Regions from separate parts of the Mus musculus genome. Here region 2 is linked to region 1. The links are chromatin contacts, called in public Hi-C maps. All regions are on one chromosome and are shown on one strand. Each heading gives the region's core, a stretch centred on a gene start, on an enhancer-like site or on the middle of the called end of the contact. The rest is flanking DNA. Distances are from core to core; before and after follow the strand shown. Region 1 has its middle 26 kb from the start of Gm46758. Region 2 overlaps Spred1 (sprouty protein with EVH-1 domain 1, related sequence).

Region 1 (4,162 bases), core at 560-3,059:
AAACTTGAAAGGGGACCATAAGGGAGAGGAAGAAATCTAAATGGAGATGAGAAACAGGGCAATGAGACACACAGAATACAAAAGCAGAAGAAGGGGTTCACATATTTACATGTGTGTGCACCTGTGCGAGGCCAAAGATCGGCTCTCTTTATCTGGACAGCTTACTGAGTGGGACACGACTTTACTAATCTAATGTGTTCATGGTGTAGCTTTACTATTTCAGGCAGTTTGGCCAGAAAACCAAAAGTTACAAAGGACTTTGCAGATCAGCAACTTCATGAAGGACCAATCAACTCTTCAGTAGAAACTATTATATGATAGGATATACTGCAAGACTGTGTCTGAACAAACGCCTCTTCAGCATCTTAGCACACTGTGTCCATCAATCCTAACCACTACGTCATGGTCCTTACCCAGCACCAGCCATGCCCCTGCAGTAAAAGACAGGTTTCCATCTATGTAGGTTCTCTAGACATCAGTAAATACCCTGACATTTCCCATCTGTCTTCTGAGGACCTTTCAAGTCTGTAATAGGTTATTCCCTCTCTTCAAACTAAAAACCAACACAACTTACTATCACAGGTTCTACTAGATTTCAGACGCCATAGGAACCAATATTTAATGTGAGGCCCTAAAGCATAGATGCGATAGAAAAAGTCGTTATAATCCCCTCTTGTGGTTGCCTGTATGTGAAATTTGAGAACAAGGAAAGGTAAGATGTATTGTCATTTCATAAGAAAGAAAGAGAAATCTACCAATATATACTGCTTTAAATGTGATGACCGACTTTCAGGATAGCATTTGAAATGTAAATGAAGTAAATACCTAATAAAAATTGGAAAAAGAAATACAATAAAAAAAAATGTGATGACAGAGTTCCACAACTAACATCTCCCTTGGCCCTTATAGTGATGCCATGAGGTAAACAGGGGGATACATCAGGCTCATTATTATGAAGATGCCAGACTCTTGGATGCTACACTTGAGATTTGAGACAGAGAACTAGAAGACAACTATGACTTGTGGCCCAAATGTGGTCCAGGGTCTGCTTATGTAAATACAATTCTATTGGAACGCAGCCTGCTGATTTGTTTACATAGTTGTCCATGGCCACTTCATCCACAACACAGTCTTGCTATGTAGTTCGGACAGAATCCATCTGGCCCACAAAACCTGAACTGTGCACCACATGACCTTTTTACAGGAAAGGTTTGCTAATGCCTGGTTCAAGACACTATATCACAAAGTTAACTCCCAAATATATGGGACAAAGTTATTAAGCAATAAAGGCCTTGAAGATATGAGTCAAGCAGTTCTTCATGGGACACACAAGTTGATAAATTGCCAGGCACCGAAGAGTTATTTATTTGTGTACATACCTATTGAAGCAGAGTGGCTTCAAACTTGAGTTCCTCCTGCCTCATTCTGGAAGCTGAAGTGTGCTACTGTGCCTGCCCCCAAAAACGTTTTAAGTGATAAGAAGGGTCCTCCAGGAACTTCTCAGTCTAAGTGTGAGTCAAGGATGTTGGGCTTGTTAGTGAAGGATGACTGCCTGACCATCCCAGCGAGCATTCATACCGCAGCAATGAAGGTATTGTTGGTGACATTTGAACCCTAAAGACTCCCAGCAGGACTGAAAGCTGAAGGGCACACTACAGTTGCTGAATTGGCTATCATTAGGAACGGAAATGCACATGAAGTGGGCGAGCATGACTTAGCAGGAAATGCATCAGCAGCCTCCGTGGCTCACACAGTCAGTTTTCCTGGAACTCACAGAATGCATTACATCTGTGTTTGACTTTCCCTTTGGAGCAAGCCCTTGAGCCTCCCCACACTCTCTGCTTCCTGTGCCTATCCTTAGTCCTTCACAATAGACTCTCCACAAGGCCCTCCCCTGAAGTGCTAGAGCCAATATACTTTGGAGGCCAGCGAAGGCGTTTAAGTCAAACAAATGCTTCGTGTGGGTCAGTCGTTGTGACTCAGTTCCTCCAAGGCAGTGATTCTCAACCTTCCTAATGCTGTGGCCCTTTAATACAGTTCCTCATGTTGTGGTGACCCCCAACCATAAAATTTCTTTTGTTGCTACTTCATAACTGTAATTTTGCTACTGTTATGAATTATAATGTAAATATCTGATATCCAGGATGGTCTTAGGTGACCCCTGTGAAAAGTCATTCAACTCCTAAAAGAGCTGTGACCCACAGGTTGAGAAACACTGCTCCAGGGGACCACTTTCACTGGTGGAGAGCCGGATACTGGGAATTTATCTACAATCCTGCATGCCTGCTTACTTTGTGACATTCAAGCTTAAGGACAGAGGTCACAATACAGGAATTCGTCTTCATCACACCAGGACTATGTGGCTGACAGGACAGAAACAGATTGTAAACAAATAGAAACCAAAGTGGCACTGTGGGAATTTTACAGAATTACTTTTGGCTGTTTGTTTTGTTTCTCTTTTTTTGAGACAAAATCTCAGGACGTAGTCCAGGCTGCCCTCAGAATCACAGTGCTCTTCCTGTACCAGCATCTTCAGTAGTAGGTTCACAAGCAGGCGCAGACACAAGGGGCTTGTAAACCAAATCCTTTATCTGAAAAAGACGACATCTGAGAAGAGTTTTCTCAGATTGAACGCAGTTCTTCAAATGCTCACAAAATAAACATTTGAGGTTGGAAAATTGAAGGAATTTTTTTTCTAGTTTCATTTCTCTTTCTAAGATAGGGTCTTGTGTAGCTAAGGCCTGGACATTGTGATCATACATCCCCTGGCTTCTAAGTGCTGGGATTGCAGGCCTGCAACACCGGGACTGGCTAAAGTAGTTCTGTCTGATAAATAATAAAAGGGCAAGATAGAATCAGATAAATTAAATATCTAATTATATGTTTATGCTTCTTATGCAAGATAACATTACCAGATGATGTGAAGAAGCAATCAATGTGATTTTTATCTTGTACTAATGAAGGGAAGAAAAGCAGTAATCGGAGGAAACTTAATTAGCAAAAGTATGCCGTTGCTTCTATTTCATTTTCGTGGCTTGCTTTGAATTCCCTATTATTTTGTTAAGTATTTTGTTTTGTATTTAATTGTATATTTCTTTACACATAGAAAACCCTAAGATTATAAAGCATCAAATACCCTCTACATTCCCCCCTTTACTTCCATGGGGTGTGTGTGCATAGTCTATGTTTATATCTGTTTCTCTCTGTGGTTTTGTGGTGTGTGTGTGTGTGTGTGTGTGTGTATCTTGGAGTGAATCTTAAAGACCCTCCCAAGCAGCCAGCAAATCCAGCCTGACGGATGCTTGCTATACTCTGTTAGAATATCTCCTTAGCACAGTGGCCTTTCTTGACACCCATATGAGTTTCACACTCAGTGACATCCTATCCACTTACCTTGAACTATTTCACCTTATTAGGTTTCTTTCTTTCTTTTCTTTTCTTTTTTCTTTCTTTTTTTTTTTTTTATTTCTTTTTGGACAGGTTACTGTGTAGCCCTGGCTATTCTGACACTTACTCTATAGACCAAGCTGGTCTTGAACTCACAGAGATCTGCCTGCCTCTTCCTCCAGAGTTCTGAGATTAGAGGTGTGTACCACCATACCCCACCCAGCACTATATTCCACCCAGCATCCTTTAGTACTTTAGTAGCTTGCTTATGACCAACCTGTGTGCAGTTTCTCCAAGTAGAATGCAAGACACAACCACCGTGGACCTAGTCACTGCCCGTGCTCTGGGCAAAGCTTCCCAGGAGTGTAACTGGTTTCAAAACTCTGTGTTGAATGGATAAATGAACAAAAGAAAAAAAAATGAGTAAATGAAACTATTAACACTGAAGTTCAAAAGGAGAAAAGTGGTTAGTAATGAAACCAAGGGCAGACTGTGGCCCAAGGTGTGTGTGTGAAATACATTAAAATACATACATACAAATAATATGAGCTTTACATAATTAAAATCATATATCCTTTAATAATAAACTGATTCTTCTTAACTAGTATTTACGGCTATGGCTGAGTGTCAAAAGGCTGGGTGAAGTCAGGAGCCCCCAGGAGTTACAGAGAATAAATAATTAAACAGCTTTGGCATTTTTGTGCAGCTTTTCCTGCGGGGTAAACCAGGTAAGCGATGTTTTTACCAAATAACATCTAATTGAGGCCTACTCGTT
Region 2 (4,162 bases), core at 485-2,984, 240 kb after region 1:
TGAGATCTCCATTTCTCACTCTGCTGAGCCAGAACTCGCACAGCTGTTTCACTGATTTTCTGTGCTTATTACTCACATAACAATGGTAATTAATACCTTTCAGTTGCATTTTATTATATTTCAGGAGCAAAGTTACTTTGCAGTAACACATATGCAGAATTCTCCCAGGAAAGTATTCAATCCACCATTGTGAATGGAAATCTTATACACCACATTCCTGTCGCAGAGCATTTGTATTATGGGATGTTTGATTTACAAAGTAGTGTGATATGCTCCAGCAAACAGGTTAAAAATACTTTGAGGTCAAATTGTCTTGGTTTTGTTTTTTTAAAGTGTTACTATTAAAACTCTTGTGAGGGATTGTTGCAAAATACTCCCTCAGGAAAGAAAGCAGTGTGCCTTTTTTGCCTTTTTTTTTTAATGGATTAAAGTTTCTGAAGTGATAAAAATGAAAATCACACTACCATTTGAAGTCCATTCTCCAGGTTTTCAGTGTCATTTCTGTGCAGTCAGTTTTATGTGTCACACTTCGGCTTGTGTTGGCTTTCTTCTTTTGCCCCAGATTAAACTGAACAATGTATATATATATAACACTATCTGTCTGTAAAATACTTTTTTTAAGAAAGCATTTATATTTATATGACAGCTTGAACTGACAACATTATGTATATAGATCATCTTGAAGTATTATTTCACATTGAAAAGAAGAAAAATATATTGATAACTATAGATGTTATGAAGAAGAGGCTATTTCTAGTTTTGTACTAAAAATCAATTGGATGAACTAAATCCAAAACCAGACACTGTCGCAGCAATTTTCAGTCTTATTTTTACTGTTTCTACATTGGAGGCTGCTGCACAGATAGATGATCTTCGTCCTTGCTGTTTTCAGAGGAGCTTGGTTTCCTAGAGCAGACTGTTACCTTTCAGGATTCCTTTTTCTTGCTGAAGTAGAGTCCTGGTTTTCCTTATGAGTGATTATCCATATTTGTAAGTTCTGGGTTTGTAATTCAGGTTGGAGCAAGGTGTGAATAACTAAAGAAAATAACTTGCTGGCAATATAGGAAATGCCATGGAAATAAACTGTGTATATACTTCTGAGAAGAACAAAATTAATCATTTTTTTTTTCTGTTAAGCACTAGTCACTATAGTGCATCTCCTGGTTCTGTACTGTATTTTATACGCAACGTACATGCTTTAATATTTTAATGTTTGTGCATTAATATTTTCAGTTTGTTTAACCACTTTGCTGCTAAGATTTTGCCATCCCGTTCCCATTTTTTCCTTTACAATTTTAAACATTTCTCTTCATTAAAAACTATGATAATGAAATTGTTTTTTTTTTAACCTTGGATTTTTGTAATTAGCACACATGAATTCAAGCCAGTCCAGAAAAGAAACTGATGATATAATGTTAATGAGTCTCTTTGTGAATTAGATGGACAGTTTAATCCAATTCCCAACATGTACGTGTAGGTGGATTCAAGAATGATTTCTTGTTCACTGTACAGATTGGGCGCTGCCATTGGGCATTTTCTTTAAAACTTCTCTTTTGTCTAGAATGTAAGCAGATAGCTCAACAAAACTGGTGAAGTAAAAGTAAATATTGAAAATGAAATCATCTGAATAGCGTGACCCAAAAATTCTCCAGCTGGGGGGCCTGTTTGCTCCTGATCTGTAGTTCTCAGAGGATGCTTGCAGCCTGTGGGGAAGCCTTAGATTTCCTGAGCAGTGCTTGCGGAGCTGCAGTGCCACCTGCTGGATGGCTTTAGACCAGCGCTGAAAGATGGAAATGGTGTCTCCAGTAAAGGAGGGCTGTGGGCTGTTCAGGGTGGCCAGTGCCCACCAGAGAAATCGGGGGTGAGGAAAAGCGCTAAGGAGTGTAAGTAAGTCTTTCCCCAAATGCATATGGTTGCTGGAAGAATTGAAGCACTTTTTCCTTACACATCCTGTTTTAAAATATTTATTGAAACTTGGAACTGGCAATCAAACTTATGTATGTACTGAAGCATTTATACAACCAGTTTCTTCAACTCAGAAGCCATTACCAAAATGGTATTCCTATTTTCTTCCCAGTACCAGTCAGGGAGAATTAAAAAAAAAATAAACATAATTACCTGTATTTTATCATGACAACTCCAGAGAGTGTGTATGTTTCTGAGTAGATGTTGATGAGGCAGGACTTAAAATTTAAAGAGAAAAACTTGAAACTACCTATTTTCATTGGTTATTCAGCAGTGCCTAAAATGAGCTTCTGAACTATTACAAATGCACTTTGGATTCATGTGTACAGTGCCATCTGGTTCTCTGGGTCAAACTTGCTTCTCCTCTCCCTCTTTCTTCTCCCGTAACTAAGTGGCACACAGGCATTTCTTAGTGTTCGTGTCGGTCTTCAAAGTGCAGAGAACGTGGTGGAGAGAATTTTATGGATCTTTTTTTTCTGTTAAAATTGAATGTCTGATTATATTTGCAACATGTAACTTGGATTAATGTGTTTTAAAGTAATTTTAATTGTAGTCCAGCAGCACATTGAGCAAGTGTAGCTTTTCTGAAAAGTAACTTGGAGAACTTCAGTTAACCGATAAAACCAACTCATCACTAAATGTCGCTGCTCTTCCTCTTGATTTGATCTAGATCCCACTTCTGCGTCTTACAGGGAACACCAAAAAGTTGCTAGTAAATGATAGTAGAGAAATAGAGGGAGTCAAACAGAAAATATTAAAAATATGCGCACACAGACAAACAGAGGTGATTTATACAAACCAGAATGAAGGTGGGGAGGGAAGGAAAATTACAGGGGGCTTTAAAAGGTACCAGTTACCTAGCAGCTGGGCAATTAGAAACCTTTCAGTTGCTTTGGTACACTGTCATCCATTGTTCCCAAAAGCTAAATTTGCAAAAGCAATTAGTTTTATTTCATTTTTTCAAGAATTTCCTAGTCGAAAGCCTTTGTATTAAAGATGCACAGGTTTTTGTGTGAACAGGTTTTTTTGTGAACAAGTATGTTGTACATTTTTGCTGTTATCTTGACCTCAGAAGTGCCTCACTTGTATATTACCCACCCCACCCCCACCCCCACTAGGAGCCTGCCTGCATCTTTCTAATAAGCAATGGAAGCCCGCTTAACTCCTGTCCTAATGCATCTTCTCACATAGAGCTGACTGGCTGAGAGTTGTGAGTATATCATGTAAATACGCACATAGGAGTTTGTAACTGCTTTTGTTCTGTCATATCATGTAATTGGACGTATCAGATGGTAGACTCTTTGTTTCAGTGATTTCTCCTCCCCTGGAATTACCTGATTAAACCAAATTGTGAAATTTAAAAGGGCTTTTCTCACTTCTTCAGAACATATAGCTGTGTAAGATCCTAATCACTGGAGAAGAAAGCAGGGGAATTGGACACTTTCATCTGAATGTGGTTTCATTCTTATGAGCTGTATCCTCTAACTGAAGGTTTACCTACAGTTCGACTTCATCACCTCACCCTTGATTCCAGATAATTAATTGTTAGTTGTTAGTTTACACAGTTCCTAGTTTGTATCCATGCTGCAGCTGCAACAATTAGCCACCTTAAGGGTGTGTGGCAAATGTTTAACAAACTGAAACTTTGTGTGCAAGTGTGTATGCACTAGGCACTAGCCTTTGTAATACAGGGAGCATTAGGGCAGAATCGATTGTGATAACATCTTGATACCCCAACAATGCTTTTATTAGATTATTGTGTTACAGTTGTAGTTACTTGAAGAATGAACTGTACCCCAGTCATGTACCATGGCACATAGTTGTGATTATTTATAGGCTTTCAGAAAGTTACTTATGCTGTTCACATCAAGTCGGTACCAAGCTTAAGAACAGTTTTAGATCAGGGAAGTTGAATAGGGCACTAATACAATGGTATGTGCAACAGCATTGCTTACGGGAACAAACAGATGGCATCCTTTATGGCTAAGGGTGCTTGCTAACTCTTCTGGGTGACCTTACTGGTCCCCAGTACCCATTCAGGCTGTTCACAATGATGTGTAATTACAGTTCCAGGGGATCCAATATGCTCTCTGATTATGGAGGACACATATACACATGGCATATATTCATACAGATACATGCACATAAATAATTAAAAATCAGTGAATGTATAATAGTTGGAGTGAGTTTCTTTAAA

What was found. A called contact is a pair of places that touch in the nucleus more often than the background predicts.
Region 2: a Hi-C map of bone marrow-derived macrophages shows a contact between it and region 1, with 21 read pairs. The contact joins two enhancer-like sites. A contact is called at or near these places in 9 of 39 promoter capture datasets (the 3T3-L1 cell line, the C10 cell line, the HPC-7 cell line and 6 more), 2 of 15 datasets of contacts at CTCF or cohesin (the NIH/3T3 cell line and large pre-B cells), 1 of 484 Hi-C or Micro-C datasets (bone marrow-derived macrophages), 5 of 115 datasets of contacts at active chromatin or transcription factors (the 230-238 cell line, the HPC-7 cell line and embryonic stem cells) and 1 of 9 other capture datasets (embryonic stem cells).

The regions. Positions count from the first base shown.
Region 1 is chr2:116,940,827-116,944,988 of GRCm38.p6, forward strand. No RefSeq gene overlaps it. Among named protein-coding and RNA genes, the nearest start is that of Gm46758, 26 kb to the left of the region's middle. Within about 2 kb of position 1,810, at least 97 of the 459 cell types and tissues checked have an H3K27ac peak or open chromatin away from gene starts, as enhancers often do. A contact at or near this core is called in bone marrow-derived macrophages, where this site is marked.
Region 2 is chr2:117,178,952-117,183,113 of GRCm38.p6, forward strand. Spred1 (sprouty protein with EVH-1 domain 1, related sequence) reads left to right here. Exons shown (of 7, transcript NM_033524.3): 7 at 1-3,328. Among named protein-coding and RNA genes, the nearest start is that of Mir674, 4.1 kb to the right of the region's middle. Within about 2 kb of position 1,735, at least 13 of the 459 cell types and tissues checked have an H3K27ac peak or open chromatin away from gene starts, as enhancers often do. A contact at or near this core is called in bone marrow-derived macrophages, where this site is marked.